Linked DNA regions of Sus scrofa: region 1 is linked to region 2. The links are chromatin contacts, called in public HiChIP or PLAC-seq maps. All regions are on one chromosome and are shown on one strand. The core of a region is the stretch at or near the end of the contact, and the rest is flanking DNA. Distances in the headings are between cores, read along the strand shown. Region 1 holds the start of FKRP (fukutin-related protein). Region 2 holds the start of CCDC8 (coiled-coil domain-containing protein 8).

What was found. HiChIP or PLAC-seq counts read pairs in DNA pulled down with a chosen protein or histone mark.
Region 1: a contact with region 2 is called in an H3K27ac HiChIP or PLAC-seq map of skeletal muscle, with 3 times the contacts expected there. The contact joins the promoter of FKRP here to the promoter of CCDC8 in region 2. A contact is called at or near these places in 1 of 5 promoter capture datasets (liver), 1 of 47 Hi-C or Micro-C datasets (embryonic fibroblasts) and 1 of 2 datasets of contacts at active chromatin or transcription factors (skeletal muscle).

What each region holds. Positions count from the first base shown.
Region 1 is chr6:52,625,534-52,632,769 of Sscrofa11.1, forward strand. It overlaps FKRP (fukutin-related protein), which reads left to right and starts at 1,933. Exons shown (of 2, transcript XM_021094618.1): 1 at 1,933-1,985; 2 at 3,516-7,236. STRN4 (striatin-4) reads right to left here and starts at 2,377. Exons shown (of 17, transcript XM_021094615.1): 1 at 2,068-2,377. The coding sequence starts at 2,349.
Region 2 is chr6:52,472,804-52,479,557 of Sscrofa11.1, forward strand. It overlaps CCDC8 (coiled-coil domain-containing protein 8), which reads left to right and starts at 1,705. Exons shown (of 1, transcript XM_003127233.4): 1 at 1,705-5,454. The coding sequence starts at 3,314. The coding sequence ends at 4,729.

The DNA.
Region 1 (7,236 bases), core at 683-3,182, 150 kb after region 2:
CAAAGATGAGGAGGTGGGTTGGGGGGTGCTGCAGGCTGCACAGGTGTGAAGTCCCAGACACCAAGCACCAAGATTTAACCCCAGGTCTGCTGTGACTGCTTGGACGTTCCCGCAGAGGCCAGAACTTCCTGGAACAGGCTTCTCCTCTGTCCTGGGCATCAGAGAAGTATAACGCATGGGCTCGAAAGCCCACAGACCACCTCTGCCACCCACAGGCTATGAGTCTAGATAAATCACTGACCTGCTCAAAGCCTCCACTTCCTCTTCTGCTTGATTTCTTTAAAGGGGAGGGAAGGGGGGGAATATCACTTACCCTCCCAGAAGGTTGCAAGGATTTATTTAAAGTGCCTGACACAATGCCTGGCACATAGTATGTGCTCAATAAACAGCAGCTGCGATAGCAGCTGCTGAGCGAGGGCAAGGACACTGGCCCTGCCTACATGAAGGGGTACTAAGAAGATCTAAAAAGACGTACTCTGGGAAAGAGCTCTGGAAGGAGAGATGGAACACAAAAACAAGGGGTACTTGCATAAGGATTTCTCTCCCACCCAACCCCCCCAGCACCAAGCCTCAGCTACCACAGAGCCAGGATCCCTACAGGGGTGGGAGAATTGCGGGATGCTCTCTCTATTCATCCCATGGACAAAATTCTAACCAGGTGTTTCTTTCAGTCCCCACCTCTCCTAGACAGGAAACAGCAAATCAGAGGGGGAAAGATGCTAGAAGCAGGCGCTGACTTCTGCTGATAACACCACAGACCAGGACCCCTCAGACTCCTGGCAGCACATCCTTAGAACCCTTAAAATCCTCACAATTCTGATACCCAGGCTCCTAGGGACACCCAGCAAACGGACCCACATCTCTCAAGGTCACAAAACCCAGCCCAGCTCCTCGGCGCCTTCCAAACATCATCCCAGGGGTACAGCCCTCCCTCAAGCTACTCCACAAACCAGAGTCCTTTCCCAGAAACTTCCACAAACACTACCCCCCACCCCAGGATCTTTGTGAGATTCTTCCTCTGGCTGCCTTCCTGCTCTACAAAATGCTCCCCGCCACCCCCAGATTCGGCCAATTCCTCGTGTCTTCACCCCACGCCCCAGCTCCACCGCTGGACACGGCCGACCTCCTCTCATTCCAGGTCGGGGCTCTGCACCTGACATCTTCCACACCTCCCATCTCTGGGCGGGAGTCCCCCCATCTCCCACATCCCCGAAGAGTTTCTCGGCTCTCAAGCTCTTCCAGCACAGGCTCCTGGGGCACGTCCTGGCCCCCTCCATGATTCCACCCCCGGGATCCCTTCCCGGGAGGCGGTAGCGACGCACTGCCAAGGCTCCACAAAGTTTCCTCCTCAGAGGGAAGGGGCACACACCTTCATCTGACACCCCCGAGACCTCGCTCTCCTCCCCGGAGTCCCGGCAGAGCCATCTTTCAGTCCCCGCCGTCCTAACACTCCGAAACAAACCCGTCCTGAGCTCCCTGACTTCCTCTCCCTACTCACAAGGGAGCCCAGCCCCGACCTGCTCTCGACTCCGGCGAGTCCCAAGTCCCCCCAACGTCCCCTCTTCCCACCCGGGGCCCGCCGGGCTCCACCTCCAACGGGGACGGAGTGTGACTCCCTCAGCACCCTGCATGTTCTTTGCTCACTCCCGTACAAGACCCCTCCATGCCCTCTCATCACCCTTGGCCGAGTTCTCTTGGGGTCCGCTCGGGTCCCCGAGGCCACTCTCTCAGGGACCCTTCGGCCAGTCCGTTCACCCCCACTCCCACTCCCAGCCGGTTCTGGTCCCCTGCGCCCTTTCTCTTGGCTGCCCCGGTCGGGCCCTCCAGCCCCTGGGCCCCCCTCCCGTCTCCAGCCGCCCAGGAGCCCTCAGGACCCCCCTCGGACGGCCCCTCACTCCGTCTGCGGGCCGGTCGCGGTCCCCTCCCGCCCCCCCCCGGCAGTCCCGGCGGCCATTGCTCCAAGATGGCGGCGGCGGCAGCGGCGGGTGAGGCCGGGCCGGGCCGGGCCGGGCGGGGGGGTCGAGGGTCCCTGGGCGGCGCTCACCTGTAACTCGGCGCGGCGCTCACCTGTAACTCGGCGCGCTCCGCCTCCCAGCGGGCCTTCTCCGCTTCGAAGCGCGCCCACTCGTGCTGGATAAAGTGTAGGATCCCCGGCAGGCTCAGGGGCTCCGGCCCCGCCGTGGGGCCGGGGCTGCCTCCGCCGCCGCCTCCCTTGGCAGCCGGGCCGGGCCCGGGGGCGGGGGCAGAGACCGGAGCCGCCCCCGTCGGGCCCGGGCCCGCGCCGGAGCCGAGTGGGCGGCTGGAGGAAGCGGCGGCGGCGGCAGCGGCGGCCGCTCGCTCCTCCATCATGGAGGCCCCGGGGCCGGCCCGCGCGCCCGCTGTGCTTCGCGCGCCTGCGCGGCCGCGCCAGCCCTCGAGCGCGCGCTCGGCGGGGGCCGGGGGGGCCGGTGCCGGGAACGATGTCGGGCGCGCGCCTCGCCCACCCGGGTCGACCCCCAAGGCGCGCGCATGGAGGGGCGAGGAGGGGCGCGCGCCTGGAGGAGGGCAAACGCGACCCAGACCCCTTAGGAAGCGCAGGACTTTGGGAGGGGCCGCTTCCTGTACCCCTCCTCCGGCTTCACCCCAAAGAAAGATTCTAGCCCTCTCCAGACCCAAACACCACTCTCCTAGATCACCGTCCCTCTTTGAGAGAAAGGGCGACCACCAGGGGTGGTTTCACCGATGGCCCCATCCTGATTCCTGGCCCGGGGCGGTTGTCATGGTAACTCTTCCTCAGTCGGGGACACCCTTAGCCTCCCTTCCCCTCCACCTTTATGGTCCTGGAGCTCCACCTCTCCTGGCCCTGCACCTACCTATAGGAGGTTGCTAAGGTCACCCAAGTCCCCGGTGGTCCTTCGGCCCCTACCCTCCTTGGTTACTATGGCAACCTCACCTAGCGCTCAGGTAGAAAGGAGCCTGGCCCCAAGGACACTGCTGAGGGAAACATCTCTTTCCCAGCCCCTCTCCCCAGCCTCCTGGTTGGCATTACCATGGTAACCATCTCCCCCTTTCCCATGGTGGGAGGGCCTTGGACCAGCCAGGTGTTTTTATTTAGAGGAGGAGATGCTCTGCTGAGGAGTAGTTGTTATGGTTACAAGATGCGGGCTATCCCTAGGGAGGTGAGAAACTGGCAGAGCCAAGTCCTGGGTACTATGGTAATGGGGGCACTCTGCCTTCCAATGACCCTAGAACCAGGCCCACCAAGGTAGAAGACATTTTAGGATTGTCTCTCAGAATGTAATGTGTCTAGGGAAGGGGTTGTCATGGTAACACCTTCTATCACTTCTACCCCTACCTTTCTGGACACATTCACGAAAGAAGGGATGGGTATAGGTTGCTATGACAGCCTTCCTTTCACTGCTAAGATGCTTCAGGTAGGTGATGCCTGCCTGAGCTTATGAGATTTCATAAGATGAAATTGTGCCCTGTTGTGTGAAGTTGGTTGATTTGGGGTTTTCTGGTTCATCTTCCTTCAGCAGTGCAGCTGAGCTGGGCTGGAACCACCCCCTTGGAGTTCCGTCAGCCTGCACCCTAGGAGGTAAGCAGCCCCTCAGTGTCACCAGCACTCGTGGGAACTGCCCTTGTCCCCAAAGGTTTTTCTACATATCACTCATTTGCTCTACCCATCACATTCCCATTCTACAGATGCAGCAGTTGAGGTTCAAGCCAGGGCAGAATCTGGACCCACTTACATTGTTTTGTGGGGAGAGGAGAGACAAAATCTCAGCTTAAGTGTTCTCTCCTCCCATGGCCACCTTTTTCTCTCTCACGCCCCCTGCTGGTTTCCTGCCCTGTCAGTAAGTCATTTTCATGGTTTTATCTATCTTCCTCCCTCTGGAGGGCCTGTCCAACAACCGCCTGGTTCATCCTGTGTCCCCAGAACACAGAGGGCACTCAATAAATATCTCTTTGTTGAGTTAACGACGTTGAACTAATTAATTAAAGTGCCATATTCAGCTTTGAAAGCACCTGTCAGGTCAGGGCTGGGGACAGGGGTTATCTCGCTAAAGATAGGCTGAGAATGGACTGTCTTTATGCACCCAAGAGAGACAGCTTTTATTGGTTAAAAGCACAACTCTTGAGGAGTTTCCATCGTGGCTTAAATACTAGTGGTAACAAATCTGACTAGTATCCGTGAGGATGCTGGTGCGATCCCTGGCCTTGCTCAGTGGGTTGAGGATCCCACGTTGCTGCGGCTGTGGCATAGGCCTGTAGCTGCAGCTTGGGTTCAACCCCTAGCCTCAGAACTTCCATATGCTGTGGGTGCGGCCCTAAAAAAACAAAACAAAACAAAAAACAACTCTGGAGCCCGCTTCCAGGTCAAATCCTGGGTCTGCCACCTCCCAGCTGTGTGACCTCAAGCAAGTGACTTTACCTTTCTGAACCTCAGTTTCCTCATCTTCAAATGTGATCATAACACAAAGATTAAATAAGTTAGTATTGCTAAATTTCTTTTTTCTTTTCTTTTTTTTTTAGGGCCTTATCTGTGGCATATGGAAGTTCCCAGGCTGGGGTCCAATCAGAGCTACAGCCGTTGGCCTGCGCCACAGCCACAGCAACATGGGATCCGAGCCACGTCTGAGACCTACACCACACCTTCCAGCAACGCGGGATCCTTAACCCACTGAGGGAAGCCAGGGATCAAACCCGAATCCTCATGGATTCTAGTCAGGTTCATTAATTGCTGAGCCACAAAGGGAACTCCAGTATCAGTAGAGTTCTTAGAACAGGGTCTGGCACATCACGAGCAGCTAGAACTGTTGACATATTATGATCCTTTAAAATCATCATTTCATCCACTTTGCCCCAGTGAAGGGATTTTAAGTCCTTACAGTTGGGGAAGCCAAGCCTGACCTTGTCAGGGACTAGATGATTCCTCTTGCTTTCCTCTCTGGTCCCCTCACCTCCTCATCTGGTTCTCATTCCCCCTGGTCCCTGAGGAACTAGTTTCTGTTCTCTGTCCTGTTGGGCACTTCCTGGCAAGAGGCAGCTGGACAGTGTGTGGTGAGAGCCAGGGCCCGGGGCTGGAGGCCTGGGCTCTACTCCCTCCAGCCTTCCTCTCTCTGGGCCACAGATTCCCCCTCTGAATAATGGGAGTCAGTCAGTCATTCCACACAGATGTCTTGAGCACCAGCTGTGTGCCAGGTACTGAGCTGTGCTCTGGGTATATAGCAGAGACCAAAACAGACAAAAGAGCAAACAAAGTAAGTGAAATCTACATGATAGCTACTAGGGGAGGAACATAAGGGGGGGGGGGCTCATAGGAAGTAGGTGGGAGATAGGAAGCGCTTTTTTTTTTTTAAAGTAAAGCCACCGAAAGAAGGGTTTCCTGGACAGATGACATTTGAGCAAAGACTCAAAGGCCAAGGGAGGAGGCATGCAGCTGCCGCCCAGGGCGGGGATCATGCAGGCAGAGGGAACAGCCAGTGCTGCAGGTGGAAGCTCCCGGGTATATTTGGAGAATGGCATTTTGTGGCCCACGTGGCTGCGGTGGAGTGAGCAAGTGGGCAGGGGCAGAATCCTCATCACTAGACCACCAGGGAACTCCCTAATTCAAAGTTTAACAGGATCCCTTTGGGTTCCGATGGGGAACAAACTGAAGAGGACATGGGTGAAGCAGGGGGATGGTCTCTTTAGAATCGTTAAAATCTTAAACCCCCCAAGGTTCCCTGCTGCGTTTCTCTATACCTAAGTGCTCCGATTCTAAGATTTTTTTTAAGACCCTGAAGATTCTGTGGTTCCAAAGATTCCTCCCCCTACAATCATGTGAGTTGCTTGAGCACCCCCCCCGGGGGGGGGGGCGTGTTCGTCTCTGTGTGTGCTGAGTCCCCTGCTGTGTCCCCAGTGCCTCGGACAGTGCCTGCTGTGTTGTAGGAGTTCCCCAAATAGATGCTGAAGGATGGAAGGAAGGAGGGATGCGTCAAAGGCCCAGAAGGCAATTCTAAGGTTCTAAAGAATAATAAGTCGCTCTGAAGTGCAACTCAGGTTCTTAAGTGCCTTCTGAGCGGGGTCAGAGGAGGGCAGGCAGGCCTGGGATGGGTGAAGAGGGCTGGGAGAGCGTGCCTGGTAGGAGAGAGAGAGAGGAGACAGGGAGACCAAGGCAGGGCCCCAGGCACATGGCCACAGTGCAGAATTTGGCCCCGGGGACCTGAGTGGGCTTTACAGAGGCACAGAAACCCAGAAACCCTGCCCCTGGTCATCATCTTTTTTTTCTTTTTTTTTTTTTTTTTTTGACTGTCCCATGGCATATGCAATTCCTAGACCAGGGATCAGATCCCAGCTGCGGTTGCAACCTACACCACAGCTGTGACAGTGCCAGATCCTTTAACCCACTGTGTCAAGCTGGGGATCAAACCCGTATCCTGGCATGAGAGATGCCGCCAATTCCATTGCACCATAGTGGGAACTCCTGGTCATCATCTTTTCACCGAATGCATTTTCAGTGCCCAGCCACACGCTAGACAGACAGGAGTGACGGAGACAGCGCTGGCTCTCCCCTCCTGGGGGAAACACAGTCTAGAACAGGCAGCCCTGGGGGGATTTCTGGCCCAGCCTGCATTTCAGAGAGGGCTTCCTGGAAAAGGAGCCATCTGAGCTGAAGCCTGAGCATAAGCAGATTTCCAGGAGAAAAGAGGCATGGAGAGAAGGGGGGTTCCAGAGGCAGAAGGAACAGGATCTGCAAAGGCTTAGAAATAACATCTGTTTGAAGAAAAGTCCAAGGTGGCTTAAGCATAGAGCTCAAGGAGGCGTGGCAGGAGCTGGGGCTGGAATGGGGGGCAGGCAAGGGCCAGGTCACACAAGGCCTGATGGGATGTTGTTGGAAACTTAAACTTCCTCCACACGGCACTAGGGAGCCATGGCAGATTCTGAGCAGAGAGGGAGAGGTCCGATGTGTGCTTTATGGAGACCCCTCTGCTGCCGTGAGGAGGGGCTTCATCAGGAGGCCAGAGGGAGGCCGGGCAGTGTTCTGGGTGAACCCAGGTCAAGTGGGAGCTGTGGGAATGGGGAGGAGGGGTCAGAAGTGTTTTGGAGGCAAGACGGCTCGCTGGGCCTCTGATGTCCCCCTCTCTGGGAGGGGCAGAACCTAGGAAGATCCTTCTTGGGGAAACTTTCTGTATCTGCTCAAAGCTGGAGAGTTGTTTATTCCTTCTGTGCTGGAGACCTGCCAAAGCTTCAAGTTGTGATTGGGACAGGGAG
Region 2 (6,754 bases), core at 455-2,954:
CTATTTCTTGGGCCGCTCCCGCGGCATATGGAGGTTCCCAGGCTAGGGGTCGAATTGGAGCTGTAGCCACCAGCCTACGCCAGAGCCACAGCAACTCGGGATCCGAGCCGCGTCTGCAACCTACACCACAGCTCACGGCAACGCCGGATCATTAACCCACTGAGCAAGGGCAGGGACCGAACCCGCAACCTCATGGTTCCTAGTCGGATTCGTTAACCACTGCGCCACGACGGGAACTCCATATGTGTTTATTTTTATACCTTATATTAGAGTCACTAGTTTACCCGGGTTTTTTGGTGTTTGGGGAATTTTTTTTTAACATTTGCATACATTAAAATTGGTCTCCTTTGTAATCCAATAATACAATACCATGCATTGCAAAACTATCCTGAAAAGGGTCCTTGACATGGAAAAGGTTAAGAATTCCTAAGCTAAAGGGTCCTCAAGAGGGTAGAGACTGCTCAGTAATTTGGGGAGGGTGCAGTATGACCTCTGAAGTGATAACCTTTTGCAACACCCTAGCGCCTAGTGCTTAAGGATCCAGTATTGTCACTGCTGTGGCATGGGCTAGATCCCTAGCCTGAGACCTTCTGCACGGCCAACAACAAAAAAAGATGACATTTGAGCAGAGGGAGATTGCCAAGAGAAGGTAGGGGCAGAACTTTCTGGGTGTTGGGACCAGTGATGCAAAGGACCTGAAGGTGGAGGTAAGCCCGATTTATTGGATGACCAATGAGGAGGCAGGTGTGGCTGGAGTGGAGTGAGGAAGAGAGAAAGAGAGCGGGAAGTGGGACTTTGTGGGTGATGGCGAGGACTTTAAAATTAGAGGAGAGGAGTTCCCGTCGTGGCGCAGTGGTTAACGAATCCGGCTAGGAACCATGAGGTTGCGGGTTCGATCCCTGCCCTTGCTCAGTGGGTCGGGGTTCCGGCGTTGCCGTGAGCTGTGGTGTAGGTTGCAGACGCGGCTCGGATCCCGAGTTGCTGTGGCTCTGGCGTAGGCTGGCAGCTACAGCTCCGATTCGACCCCTAGCCGGGGAACTTCCATATGCCGCAGGAGCGGCACAAGAAATAGCAAAAAGACAAAAAAAAAAAAAAAAAAAAAAAAAAAATTAGAGGAGAGACAGATCTGGCTTAAGTTGCTAGGTTGGGGGTGGATTGATTATAGGCAGTGAGAAGGAAGCAGGGAGCCCCACGAGGAGGGATTTGTATGGATCCAGGCAAGCATTGAGGGCAGCTGGACATGCGATGGCTTTTAAGGGGTCAAACAGCCTAGCACTCTCAGGAGGACGCAGATCAGCTGTATCTTCAGAGCCTGGAGTTAGTTCTAACGTCTGGGATCTGGTTCAAATATCTGGCTCTCCACTTCGAACTGTGCAATCGGGGACCAGCCTCAGTGTCCCCAGCTGTAAGGAGATGATAGTGAAGGCATTCACCTTTCGGTGTAGCTCTGCAGATTCATAACAGGCCCACTCAGGATGCCTGGTTTCAAAGAAAGCATCCATGCAGGTTAACCGTTATTATTACTAAGGCAGTTGTTGCTGTGCATGTGGTTGCCTCACAGTTACCCAAGAAGCTTTGCGAATCCTGACCCTTTAATTTAACTTATTTCAATTAACATTTTTGAGGTATCTGAGGTCCTTCAATTTAATTTAACTTATTTCAGTTAACATTTTTGATTGTTAAAAATTGAAGCACTCCAAAATGATAGAGTGAAAAGTCATGTGAAAAGTGAAAAGCCACCTCCGGGGTCCCCAGATATAGCCACTGTTGGCAGTGCTTCTACACATGACAAATGTATGTATACACCTAGGCCCTTTGGTCTACACACACATTAGACTGTTTCAGAATCAAATCCAGGTTCAGTCTTCTTCCTGGCCATGTGACCTTGAGCAAGAGATTGATTTTATTTCCTCAGCTGTACAATGGGAATGAGCATCGTATTATCTGTATCCTGATGTTTTTGTGTGAATTTTATGAGTTAATTTATAAAAAGCACTTAGCATGGTCCTTCGTACGTAGGAAGTGCTCCCTAAAATGTGTTTATTCTCAGTCACTTCTCTTTTTCATAACGGCCTAGTATTTCACCGTTAGTCCCTACCGGTGAACAATTAGGTGCATTCATTCACTCAAAAATATTTCTTGAGCACCTACTCTGTGCCAAGCCCCATGATGAGCTGCAATAAGACCTTGATACCAGGTTCTTCACCCACATGTCTGGGTATATGGCTAGGAACTGCCGGTACCCAAAGTCACTTAATTTTAAGATGGTACTATACTGTCAGTGGCTTTCCAAGGGATTGCCCGATGATGAGCGCGCCCACCTTCAGGGCTGGGCTGGAACCCGCACTTTTGGGACGGTAGTTTCGGGAACTGCTGCCTTTCTCAGAGAAAGCTGCTGACGTGGGCGTCGGCACCGCAGGCCTTTGGCTTGGAAGCCGGGGCCCCTGAGAGGCCCGGGGCGCAGCCACACCCCTGGGGGGGAGGGCGGCGAGGGCGCCCCAAGGGGAGTGGACAGCCCCCCTGTCAGTCTTCCCCGAGTCCGGGAGTGTAAGCCGAGCAGGGAGAAGGTGGGCCTCATCCAGGGGGAAGGCGAGGAGGAACTTCCTGCCCGCGCGCGCACTCGCCGGCCCTGGGCGCGCAGGCTGGGGGCGGAGGCGCGTCAAGGTCAGCCTGGACCGAGGTGGCAGCCTGCCTAGGGGCGGGAGACCCTCCTGGGGAGCTGGCTGCGGCCTCCAAGAGCCTCGGCCATATTGAACAGCCACAGCTGAGCCGTCTTTGTCTGCAAAGTCCTTTCCCAAGTTCCAGGGACGTCCCCTGTGCCTGGCACAGGAAGAGCCACCAGCAGTCCTTACACTGAGTTGGAGCCGGGACACCCATTTACAGCTTGCGGCGGGCTTGGAACCTTGAGACTCCGACTCACGTAAGCACCCTGAATCGATTCCCACCAGTCCTTGAGGGGAGCGAACTGGATCACGACCCGACTTGTTGCGGGCAGAGAAACTGGGAGGTGAGATTCCCGGCCGCGCTCTTGGGACCGCATCCCCACCCCAAGACTCGGCGCTGCGAGTAGTTTGGGCTCCTTGCCCGCACTTTAGATTTCACCCTGGAGATCTTAAAGACCCTCGAGAAAAGCCACGTGGGGGGCTGGTTCCCCTGGGGCTTCCTCCCTTCCCCTGATTGCCTGATCCTCTGGAGCGTCCCCGACATCTGCAAAGATGTGGATTTGGACGTCCTCGTGGAAGCCTTGAAGCCGGTGGGGACATTCAAGAAGATCGGCAAGGTGTTCCGCCGCGAGGAGGACTCCACGGTGGGGATGCTGCAGATCGGCGAGGACGTAGACTATTTGCTCATCCCCCGCGAGGTCAGGCTGGCGGGAGGCGTCTGGAGGGTTATCTCCAAGCCCGCCACCAAGGAGGCGGAATTTCGGGAGCGGCTGATCCAGTTTCTGGAGGAAGAAGGCCGCACCCTGGAGGATGTGGCCCGCATCATCGAGAAGAGCACCCCCCACCCGCCCCAGCCCCCTAAAAAGCCCAAGGAGCCCGGATCGAGGAGGAGAGTCCCGCAGATGGTGACGCCACCTCCTCGGCTGGTCGTGGGTACTTATGACAGCAGCAATGCCAGTGACAGCGAGTTCAGCGACTTTGAAACCTCCAGAGACAAGGATGACAAGGACCACAAAGGCACGGGGCGTGGAAGGAGGCTGCGCAAAATGCCTGTCAGTTACCTGGGCAGCAAATTCCTTGGGAGCGACCTGGAGAGCGAGGATGACGAGGAACTGGTTGAGGCCTTCCTGCGGCGAGGAGAGAAGAAGCCCAGTGCCCCGCCGGCCCGCCGCCGTGTGACCCTGCCAGTGCCCATGTTTGAGGACAATCCGGGACCCCAGCTGTCCAAGGCTGATAGATGGCGGGAATATGTCAGCCAGGTGTCCTGGGGGAAGCTGAAGCGGAGGGTGAAGGGCTGGGCACCGAGGTCCAGCCCAGGGGTGGGTGAGGCCCGGCAGGCCTCTACCAGGGTGGAGAGGGATGGCGCATCGGTGCCAGGCAGCTCAAGCCTCGGGGAGGACAGGGGAAATGCAGGAGATGGGCGGGTGCCTGAGAATCCCCCAAGTCGGTGGAGACCCAAAATCAATTGGGCCTCCTTCCGTCGTCGCAGGAGGGAGGAAGCCCCAACTAGAGCTCAGAGAACAGAGGCTGCAGATGATCAGAGGGCAGAGGTAGTAGTGGTCCCGGGGGCAGAGGCCATAGCTCTCCAGGGGGCAGAAGCTGTGGATAATCAGAGGGCTGAGGCCCCTGCTGCTCAGGGGGCAGAGGACCCAACTGTCCAGAGAGTAGAGGCTGCAGATAATCAGAGGGCAGAGGCCCTAGCTGTCCAGGGGGCAGAGGCGCCAGCTGTCCAGAGGGCAGAGGCCATTCCTGACCAGAGGGCAGAAGCTGCATGTAGTCAGAGGGCAGAGGCCCTGGCTGTCCAGGAAGCTGAATCCTCAGCTGCTTGGAGAGCCACAGGGGCAACCCCAGGAGCCAGGACCCGGAAACCGGTCAAGACAGTGAGGTTCCAGACCCCCGGCCGCTTTTCGTGGTTTCGAAAGCGCCGGAGAGCCTTCTGGCACACCCCCAGGTTGCCCACCCTGCCCAAGAGAGTCCCCAGGGCAGGCGAGGCCAGGAGCCTCAGGGTCCTGAGGCCTGAGGCCAGAGCAGAAGCAGAACATGAAGAGCAAGAAGATCAGCTGTGAGGCAAGGGCAGGGGGGGTCACAGAGGACCCTGCCACCTGTCACAGTATTGGCCAGCCAGGGTGTGTCCCTGACTCCCCTGCACTTGGGCAGAGATGCTATAATCTGTCCCCACACTTGAAAATGGAGATAAATCAAGGGCCTGGCAGTGCCCCTCTAATCTCCGCCTAACACCCCTCTTTTTTCTTGCTAAAATTGTATCTTTCATGCATTGATTTAAAAAAAAAAAAATACAGACTAGGGAGCTCGCATCATGCAGCAGCAGAAACGATCCAATTAGGAACCATGAGGTTGCAGGTTTGATCCCTGGCCTCGAACATTGGGTTGGGGATCTGGTGTTGCAGTGAGATGTGGTGCAGACGCGGCTTAGATCTGGCATTGCTGTGGCTGTGGCGTAGGCTGGCAGCTGTAGCTCCAATTAGACCCCTCACCTGGGAACCTCCATATACCGCGGGTGCAGCCCTTAAAAAAGAAAAAAAAAAATACAGACTCTTCATAGCAACTCAAAGAATGTAAAGAAACCTATAGAACGGGGTTGCATCTCCCAAGATTTTAACTTCCTCAAGTGCAACTCTAGGTGCTCCACTTGAAAAGGGAGGCAGGGGAGAAATTCCTTCCCCTTCCCCTTTTTTCTTCACCATCTTGCCTGAACACTTACATTGACTGCCTCCTTGAACTTAAAAAGAAGGCACAGGTCAATATGCAAATAAACATGTTTACAAACTTATTTCCTGCCTCTGGGCCCAGCAACTGAAGAATGCTCCAGGGTGGTTTTGTCATGCCCTGTGTCCCCTTCATTCCCACCTCCATGATGGTGACCGTGTTCACCTCACTTTGCCTGCCATCCCTACACTTGATGGGTCCAGGGCTTGCCATTTACATGCGTTGTCCCATCGTGGTTCCCAGGTACAGAAGAATCACTAGGGAAACGTGTCCAAAATGAAGGTTCTGGGGCCCTTCATGCCAGAGCTGTGAATTGCTAGGGTGAGCTGTGCAAGCCAGGAGTCTGTTTCCATCAAGCCCCACAAACATCTCCTGGAGCAGCTAGGCTGCTGAACACCTTGAGAAAAATCACTGCAATAGGAACAGGCCACAAGGTGGACTGCGGTGTGTTGGTGAGCAGTATGCTGGGACTGGAGCTTTTAATCATGAGATCAGGTTGCTGCAGCTCTGGGAGCTGGGGACATCTCTGCTCGTTGTCTCGTGTCTCCCCCTCCCCCACCCTCACCAGGGGAAAAAGAGACAGTAAACGACCACTCCCCAGCCCGGATACAAGCAGGAGAAAAAGGAATTCGTGGAGGGAGGTCTGAAAACCAGCTTGGTCCTCCTGACTGGCAGGAGTCCTGGCCTGAGCTTCTTAGACCTGATTCAGTAGGTTTGTGGGTCTGGCCCCGGCCTGAGAATATGCATTCCTAAGAAGGCCCCAGGAGATGTGAATGCAGCAGGTTTCAGGATCTTATTTTGAGAACTACTGCTCTATGGGAAAGTCCACTTCCTGCAGCCCGGCGTTCAAACAACAGGCAGAGCCTTGAAGCCGCTAGGCGGTGGACCAGTGCTCCATGCACCTTTCGTGCTCAAGAGCCGTCGCGCCCACAATCTTAGCCATCGGTCTTGGCGCGCCACCTGGTGGATATCTGGGCCACGGCAACTGGCCTGAGTTGACGTTACCTTCACAGGCCTGGGCGTGGGGCGGGGGGAAGCGGCCTGTGTGAGGGGCGGGACCTTGCGGCCGGGCTTGAGGGGGCGGGAGCACCGGATAAGTGGAAAGGGGTGTTGTTTTTTGTTCCTGGAGCCCTAGCTTCTCCCTCCTGGCGGTTGTTGGACCAACTCACATCCCCAGGAATCTCAGGGAACCCGTCTCAGTTTGATCAGGTCCAAGGGCGGGACAGTTCCTGTCTAGGTCCCAGGAGGAGGAGGGGAGCAAGCTCCCGGCACCACCGGAATAGTCAGGGGTTACACGTGAATAAACCCGGATCGCCATAGACCTGGCTTGGGGCTTTTGCACAGGCTGTTCCTGCCTCCTTTGT